2 separate regions of the Mus musculus genome follow, and region 2 is linked to region 1. The links are chromatin contacts, called in public HiChIP or PLAC-seq maps. All regions are on one chromosome and are shown on one strand. Each heading gives the region's core, a stretch centred on a gene start, on an enhancer-like site or on the middle of the called end of the contact. The rest is flanking DNA. Distances are from core to core; before and after follow the strand shown.

Region 1 (4,415 bases), core at 1,048-3,547:
GGCCAGCAGGACACGCACAGGCTTCCGAAGATCTAGATTTAAGAGTCCCAAATGAAAGAGATTAAGTGATAATTCTTTTTGGGGGGGAGGTATCTGGGTTACCTCACTCAATATGATGGTTTCCAGTTCCATGTATTTACCTGAAATTTTTAGGTTTTCCATTTTCTTTCCAGCTAAATAGAGTTGTGGAGCCCAGACCCAAATGATTGAGCACTCACTACTCTTGCATCCATGGCCCAGGTATCATTGAGGAAGTGGGGCAGAAAGATGGTAAGAGCCAGGATCAACTGCGTCTCCTCATAATGTTAGAAACTGCATCTATAAAGTCTCAGCAACATGACTGCCTAAGCACCATTGAGGCAAGGAGACAGCAGTGGACAGTCACAGTGGATGGAGGAAATACCACAAGGAGACAGCAGTGGACAAGCCACAGTGGAGGGAGGAAATACCGCAAGGAGACAGCAGTGGACAAGCCACAGTGGAGGGAGGAAATACCGCAAGGAGACAGCAGTGGACAAGCCACAGTGGAGGGAGGAAATACCGCAAGGCCTCAACCCTACACCAAGAACTACAGGCAACTAAGGCTGCCGAGAGCAGGAGAAAGTGCATAACCACAATTCATGAAAAAAGAGAACAAGGAAGAGTATATAGAAGGGCTTGGAGGGAGGAAATGGAAGGGGAAATAATGTAATTATATTGTAATTTAAAAATAAAAGAAATTGTAATAATAATAATAATAATAATAATAATAATAGGACTACAGGCAACTAAAGGAAAGCTCGGGTAGGAGAAATAGTCTTCCCCAGGGAAAAGCACACTATTTCATTATCTGACACCAAATATCCTGCTATGAAAACATATAGAGTAATATCATACTGACTAAGAAGGTTGTATTTATGTATTTATGAATACACATACACACGTGCACACACGCGTGCGCACACACACACACACACACTGTACTACCACTCATTAGTGAAAAAAGTCATGAATTTGTAAGAGAGCAAGGAAAGGTAAATAGGAGGGTTTGGAGGGAGGAAAAGAAAAGAGGTCAAAATATAATTATATTATACTCTCAACAATAAAAGAAAGGTTTCTAAAAGGTCATGATGTTATTGCTAGTGGCAGAAGAGTATCTACCTCTGGCCTCCTGGGAGGGTGCTCTCATTGTGGGCATCACTGCAGGACCTGAGAGGGCATATCCAGAGTGCCCAACCCGTGAAGTCCCACGGCTACAGGAGACCATGGGGGTTTTATTCAGAGATGTTTATCCATCTGCACTTTAATAGGGGGCATGGTACAATTACACACACTCCTGACTTTAATACAACCACTTAGCAACCTCTCGGGCCCTGGTTCCCTCAGCTGTTAGTGAGGGAGGCGAACCAGGTGATTCCTAAGTTCTTATCTGAACCTTAAAATAAGCTTGTGTCTGCCTGTGTGTTCATTAATCCACTCCGTTCTAACACCCTACCCCACAGCCTCATCCAACCTGACAGCACTCCACTGTATGCTTGGTACTCTAACACTCCCCTGCGACCCTGGAGATTCTAACATTCCACCATAGCCTTGTTTCTTCTACCACACCAGTGCGCCCTTGTATACTGAGTCAGCTGTTACAGCCATCCTGCCATTGTGAGCTGTACAACTGGAGATTGGCAGCAGAAATAACTCATGGTACTTCTTACTTTCCCCATTACATTAGTATCATGCCATTTATAGAGAAAAGAAAAGTTAAGGACAAACAAATACACGATGAGCACGTGATGCATCTCTCCTGGGAGCCTGTGTCCTCACAGAAAAGGAAGAACTGGGAAGCGCCCTGTGGCCTTTCCCCCACACTGCCCCAGGAGCTGAAGAGGTGGGGGCTGCATGGAGAACAGCTCATCCCAGAGGGGGCTCTGCTGAGAAGTACCTTTGTAATGCTGTGGTCTGTGTGGCCTAGAGCTCAGCACAGCGGGCCAGGATGTCTGTGTTCCATACCTAACACTTCCAGAGACGGTGTGAGCTCTGGGCTAGACTGCTTCTCCTGCTTCTGCTTTCTGTGGTGACAGAGCAGCCACGTTCCATGTCTCGTCTCCCCCAAGAATGAGCTAAGTATGGGAGTGAGACGTGTGACAAGTGTGAGTTATGAGAGGAAAGTATTTCAGGTGACAGTGAGCACCGTGATGAGAAAGGACGGGGTGCACAGCTGCTCACAATTACTGGAGGTACAATTAGAGCTACAGAGAAGGGAAGGTCACCAGCAGGGAAGAGGGGTGGGTGACTGACATCACACTCCAGCACAGTCAGCTTCAGTGTAGCTGGTGAAAAGTGCTCAGCCAGACGGGCAGGAAGGGCTCGGCCCGTCTAGCACTCCTAGGCTGGGAACAAATGTTTCCTGTCTTCCTCTTTCTTTATTTCTTCCTCCTCCATGTTCCCCTTCCTCTATCTTTGCCAGTCACATACCCAGAGTTTTTACATTGACAGGTTAAATATTCCAAACCCTGGACATGTGCACAACTCTCCAGTTGCTTGGCTACTTGCAGAAGAATGGCCTAAGTTGCACACGCAGTAAGTGTGGCTAGAGGAGTCTCTGGGTTTCTGCTCCCAACCAGGCGCAGACTGGGCTCCACAGGAAGGCCTGGGCAACCACAACCTCAGCTGACAGGAGTTTCTTTCTGTTCCTGTTGCTGCGATAAGAATGTCCTGCTGAAAGGAACATTAGGAAGGAAGGGGGTTATTCTGGCCCAGGGTTCAAGGATAAAGTCACTAACTGGGGACATGTAAAGGAGGCAGACCATACAGCGGACCATACAGCATCCACGGCCAGGAACAGAGGCGTGAGGACTAACACTACACTTGGCCTGCTTTCCCATTTGGCACAGTTCAGGCAGAGAGAAGGGTCCAGCCCAGCCTTAAGATGAGTCTTCCTATATCAAGGTAACTGGCACAGACACGCCCAGAAGCCCATCTCCCAGGTGACTGCAGACCCTGCCAGATCAGGTGTGCTGAGTCCCCCCTCCTGGACTCCTTCCAGAAATCCCACTCCCTTTCCTGTGTAATGTGGAGGGAAGGGTGCATACTCTGTGCCAATCAGAATGAAGAGTTTTCAGGTCATACATCATTGAGCTGTAATGCTCATTTCTTAGGAGGATACTCCTCTGAAGGACTGGAGATCAAAAGGAAGAGCAGGAGGATGTGACAAGGACAAGACACCAAACTCCACCCTCCACACCCTGGTAAAGAACCGCCAACAGACCAGCTAACAAATACTCTTCATAGTAAAGGTTGGGTTTTATATATAGTTATAGTGCAAAAAATTTTTTTTCAAATAATCAAATGCAGCATCCTGGGATTACAAGCTGGCTTTGAAGGATGAACCACATGTACCTGCAGCAGCAGTCGTAACTGGGGATTCTGTCCCAAGCATGGTGCCGAGTGCTTTTCACACACAGAAAGCCATGGCAATCAAGCAAGTATCATTATTCTTACCATCTAGAGCAGTGGTCTCAACCTTCCTCATGCTGCAACCTGTTCATGTCACGGTGTGGTGACCCACAACCATAAAATTACTTCATTGCTACTTTATAATTATAATTCTGCTACTGTTATGAATCACAATGTAAATATCTGATATGCAGGATATCTGATATGCAACTCCCAAAAGGGTCATGACCTACAGGTTGAGAACTGCTGTTCTAGAGGAAGACAGCAGGGTTGGAAACCAATGCCCAAGGAGGGCTAAATCAAAAGGAATAGAAGCAAGATCCAAACACTGGTTTGTCTGCCCCTGAGGCCTGGGCTTATCAGCTTGTTATACAGGCTCCATGTTTATCTTCTGAAGATTCCACCCAAATTCCCTCTTCTGGGCATTCTGACTAAAGAGGGAAAGAAGGCAATAGCAAGAAGATCAGCACCGGGGACAGAAGTCATACATGAAAGAAGAAGAGAATCATGTCACCTCTCAAACTGGGCGCTTGAGTAAAACCACAGCTGCAGTGTGTAATAGCGTCTCTGGCATCGTGGTCCACGAGCTGCTATCGAAAGGTCAGGATGGAGAAGCAGGCCTAGGAGCTTCCAAGGGCCTGAGTGCAGTGTGACTGACCACTCAGACCCACACTGTGGGAAGGCAAGCTTAGCTGTCTGGACCTCAGTGAAGGAGCTCATGGGCCAACTGGGGCTCTCCCCTCCTTGACCCACAGGCGCCTTGGTCCTCTCTGCTCGCCTCTGTGATCCTGGGTCTTTCCCTCAGACTCTTGCCCCTCGTTCCAATGATCACAGTGCAGGCAAACAGCAGACGAGATCTAACTCATCTGGATCACATTAATTCCTTGTATCATGTTATTTACATTCATGAAATTCAGCATCTTAAGATCACATTTGGTAAAACTTTTCCTTAAAAACACTTTTATTCTCTAATCCTCTTTTTATTG
Region 2 (4,415 bases), core at 705-3,204, 150 kb before region 1:
TTCCTTTCTCCTTTTTTTTTTTTCATCCCATAAAATTTGAATATCAGCACTCCAAGGAGGCATGAGTTCAGCATTTCAAACTGTGGTGGATTTTATTTTATTAAAGAAACCTGATACTTTAAAAGGATTAAAACACCCAGAGCTAGGATTCCGGTATCAGAAGACCCCTTTGCCTTTAAGTATATCAATACTGAATTTTATAAAATGCTGAGAAAAGTGTGAAACTTAGCATCGGTTTGCCAATTCAAACACAGACCAGCTCACCAAAAGGAATTCACAGTCCAGCTCAATTCACCATGTTGAAAATAATGGCCAACATTTTGCTAGGGAATAGGAATCCCAAATGATTGACACATGAGACAAGCTGGCAGAGCACATCAGGTAGGGTGGGCTGGTGTCTACTTCAATGCCAGGTTAGGGCCAAGCAGGACATAGAATCATCTTGTGCCAGGGCCTAAGCAGAGCTCCCGACTCAGGGAGAAGATGAATATCAAAGTGAGATCCTACTTGTGAGGAGGAGCTGGCAAGCCAAGGACACACTGCTGTAGCATTGCTGTGGTGATCCCTGATGGTGTAACTTAAGGGAGGAGGGATCTGGGCACACAGTATCAGAGGATCCATCCATCATATCTGGGAGGACACTGGAGTGTAAGACCATGGTGATGGAAACATGTGGTAAAGGTGAGGAATCACAGCAGACCATGAAGCACTGAGAAAAGCAGGAACTAGGAGGTGGGTATATAACTCTCACTGACTGGACCCTACTGAGTACTCTGTCAGCTGGGTCCCAACCTTCCAAGTTTACAGAACCAACAATCATTCAAATATGGTTGACATTTCAGACTCCAACCACAACTCAGAGGAAATGTAGGTGATGTCTTTATCAGCTGCAAACATAAGGAAATGTGGGACAAGGTCAAGGTTTCCAGATGAGAGCAGTCACAGCATAACCGGAACCAGGCAGGAAAGGGAACCCATTCCAAGATCCAAGCAAACCATGATCCCAAGTACAGCCTTTCCTGGGCCCCATCTAACGCAGAAGAGAAAGTAGACAGACTGATAAATTATCCCCTGAGAGTTAAAGTCCATTTTGTACATAGGGTTTTGGGGTTGTTTTGTTTTTGTTTTTGTTTTTGATTTTGTTTTGTTTTGTTTTTTTGTCTAATGACCTAGAAGCCTAAGGACTTCTGAAGACTACATGATAGTTAAAGAGAGGAAGAGAAGCCACTTTCAGGGGTGAGCCCTTGGCAGAAACACAGTGGCATAATACAACATGATCAGCCAATGAAGGAAGCAGAGGCCCAGAGCTGGGAATATGAGCTGTGTACTCTTTTGGGAATTTAAGAGACCTGAACTTGACTCAGAAAGCTTAAGAGGCAGGCCCTCAAAGGTAGGAATTTTTGGAGATTTAAAATTTTCCAGATAAGAATTTGAAGACTGCTTTTTTTTTTTTTTTTTTTTTTTTTTTTTTTTGCTAATCCCAAGCTTAAACCTGATTTTGCTAAACAGTTTGATTTTTCTCCAAATTAAGAAAATAATCAGAATTCAATAGTAAACTGAGCATTTATGGTCAATGGTCTAGTCTGGAGATCTTTTTTGTGACTGAGAAATGCAGTAACAATGTGACTACTGATAGAGAGGGTGAAATAGGCCTTCTGGGAAACATAAATCTCCCGGACAAGAGGAGCTGAATTCATTACATGCATTTCCGTGTAAAACCTGATCAAAATGAGCAAAGCAATCACAAGCGACACACAGTGAACCTGTGCCATGCCAAGAGCTTGCATGGTTATACTTCCTACAGGGCTATAAACTGTCTGGGAGGAAAAAGAGAAGCAAAACAACAAAAGAAAGGAAGAAAAGGGAAACAAATGGACCGTTCACATGTCTGGATTGAGTCTCAGCCCGTTGCATGAGGAACTAATTACCTCCAGTTTCAGAACTGGCCTTTTGCTTTGCTTTCAGTTTGAGGTGGTAGTGGCTGGATATCTTCTTGCATTGAACTAGCAGGCCTTCCCCCTTTGTAGTATCAGTTAGACCAGAGAAGCCACGTCTTTCCCTTGCTGTAGGGCACTGAGGCCATAGTCTCTCTTGGAAGAGTGGCTGTCTTTGCAAGTCCCCACTGTCCGTCCACCCAGCAAAGATCAGTAGGCTGCTTCCCCACCTCCGTACTTGTACAGAGTTATGGTTACCCCCTAGTGTTCTAGGGGGTGTTGGCTCTGGGATCCTCTAGGATACCTAAATTTGAGGATGCTCAAATACCTCATATATGAAGACATAATATTTATAAATAATAGGCATACCCATCCCCATACCCTAAATCACCTCTGGGTTACTTATAATACATAATGTAAAGTAAATATGTATTATTTACCAAATTATTTATGGACTTGTGGCAAGAAAAGAAGTCTATATGTTCAAGATATATGTATTTTTTTTCTAGTATTTTGATCTGTGATTGGCTGTATCTGCTGGTGTATAGATTCAGGGATGTATATATCCACTGCCAAGGTCTACTATGTAAGTTACATGTATGCCCTCTAAAGGCAAAAGGACTTTGCCTTCCAAGACAATGAACACAGACAGCTAACCCTGCCTCCCTCAAAATTTCACCAACTTAAATTTGATCTGGTATTTGAGGTTGAATTTGTTTGAATGTCAATGGTATGGTAGGTTTGCCACAAAATTTCCTGAGGGGTGGTGCACATGGAAAATTCTCTCAGTACCTCAACTGTGTCCTTCTCGGTTGTATTTTTCCTGTGCTGGAAATGCCTTCATTCCAGAAATCATACTGATTTTAGAACAATCTTTGCAAACAGTAGTATTCAATAAGGCTAATAGACTGTGACCCATCCAACAGAAAGATAGTAAGGCAGATGGTAATTCTCAGTTAAGGGTAAGCAGACTAGCTCTAAAGCTTTGCTTTTTAGGTTAGCTTGGTTAAACATAGGGGAGGTGGCAGAGCAGGTCCTAGTTTATGGTTACTGGTGGGAGGCAATGTTAACATTTGAGCTAAGAAATGAAATTCCCCCAAATTAATTCAGATCATCCTTTCTGTGATCATTTACAGGAGGAACACTTTTGTTACCACCCCAATAAAAGGTCCTGAGTGAGTGTGGCTGAGACTCCACCCCCAAGCATGACAATCACCTTCGGTGGCTCAGCCAGTGATAGCAGCCAGGATACCTACACTTTAAACACATTCCTTTCTGCTTCCACTACCCAAGAGCCAGAAAACTTAGGTAAGAAAAATGGAAGATCTTCCTGCTGTGGATTTCAACTCTAAATCCATTTCCAAAGTGAATTCCAAGACAAAAGGGAAGTCTTTACAATAAATGCCCTTAGAGCAGTTGAGTAGATACAGGGGGGAAATGTATCGCAGCGTTCTAGCCACAAGTTAAAAAAAAATAATCCAAATCGTGCTTACATCTAAATAAAAATCATAAACCAATAACTCTTCCTGAAGAAAGTGACTTGTAAGAGGAAAACATTTATTTATAGGTCAGAAGTATTACTTTTTCCTTTAGAAACAGTATACATAAATTGTAATATGTTAAAATTAAGTACTTGTGTTAGTAAAAGACATAATTTTTCAAAGATTAAAGATATTTGGATTGACTCTTGGTTAGTTTTATAAGTTGTATTTTGAAAATATTCACCTCCCAGACCCACCTCCACATCCCTCTCCACTCCAACTTTATGAGTTTGTTGTTGTTGTTGTTGTGTTGTTGTTTTAACAACCATTCAGGTTAAATTGCTGTTGTTCATATATTCCTAGGTATATAGGGTTATCCACTGGAGCATGGTCCACCCACCATGGACCACATCCTTAAGAAAACTGATCCCTCTTCCCCTAGAAGCAATCACCTGTTCCAGGCTCCCCCTATGGAGTCAGTATTTGTAAATGGTTTGCTCTTGTGCAGGCAACTATAGTGGCTATGAGTTCATGAGCACATCACTCCTGTCGTGTCCTGAAGTTGCTGTAGTTTCATTCTACTCTTCCCTGCCTGAGACTCTCACAATCTTCCCATCCTCTCTCCCTCAGCCTTGGATGGGGCATGATGCCGATGTCCCATCGGTGGCCAAGCGCTCCATTGGCACTTATCCTCTGCACTCTGAGCAGTGGTGTGTTTCTGCATTAGCTGTCATTCATTGCACAAAGAAACTTCTCTGGTGAGAAGAATCTAGGAGTTGAATCAATTTATGGGCAGAAGGTTACAATTTTAGAGAAAGTTTGAGATTATATTTAGTTAACAGAATAGTAGGTCACGTCTAAGAGCTAAATTAATTTACAGGTAAACGTTTTTAGAGGCAAGTTTGATATTATATCTAGTTAGTAGAATGGTAGTAGGTCATTCCTTGAGCTCGTTAGCTTCTCAAGCATGGGTTTGTAGCCGGATTTGTAGTACCTGAGC

Evidence for each region. HiChIP or PLAC-seq counts read pairs in DNA pulled down with a chosen protein or histone mark.
Region 2: an H3K27ac HiChIP or PLAC-seq map of microglia shows a contact between it and region 1, with 3 times the contacts expected there. The contact joins two enhancer-like sites. A contact is called at or near these places in 2 of 484 Hi-C or Micro-C datasets (pancreatic cancer cells and trophoblast stem cells), 2 of 115 datasets of contacts at active chromatin or transcription factors (microglia and neural progenitor cells) and 1 of 9 other capture datasets (embryonic stem cells).

Annotation. Positions count from the first base shown.
Region 1 is chr9:22,812,798-22,817,212 of GRCm38.p6, reverse strand. The region is part of intron 21 of Bbs9 (Bardet-Biedl syndrome 9 (human)); the gene reads right to left. Among named protein-coding and RNA genes, the nearest start is that of Gm39309, 10 kb to the right of the region's middle. Within about 2 kb of position 2,297, at least 71 of the 459 cell types and tissues checked have an H3K27ac peak or open chromatin away from gene starts, as enhancers often do. A contact at or near this core is called in microglia, where this site is marked.
Region 2 is chr9:22,959,995-22,964,409 of GRCm38.p6, reverse strand. No RefSeq gene overlaps it. Among named protein-coding and RNA genes, the nearest start is that of Gm36685, 28 kb to the left of the region's middle. Within about 2 kb of position 1,954, at least 23 of the 459 cell types and tissues checked have an H3K27ac peak or open chromatin away from gene starts, as enhancers often do. A contact at or near this core is called in microglia, where this site is marked.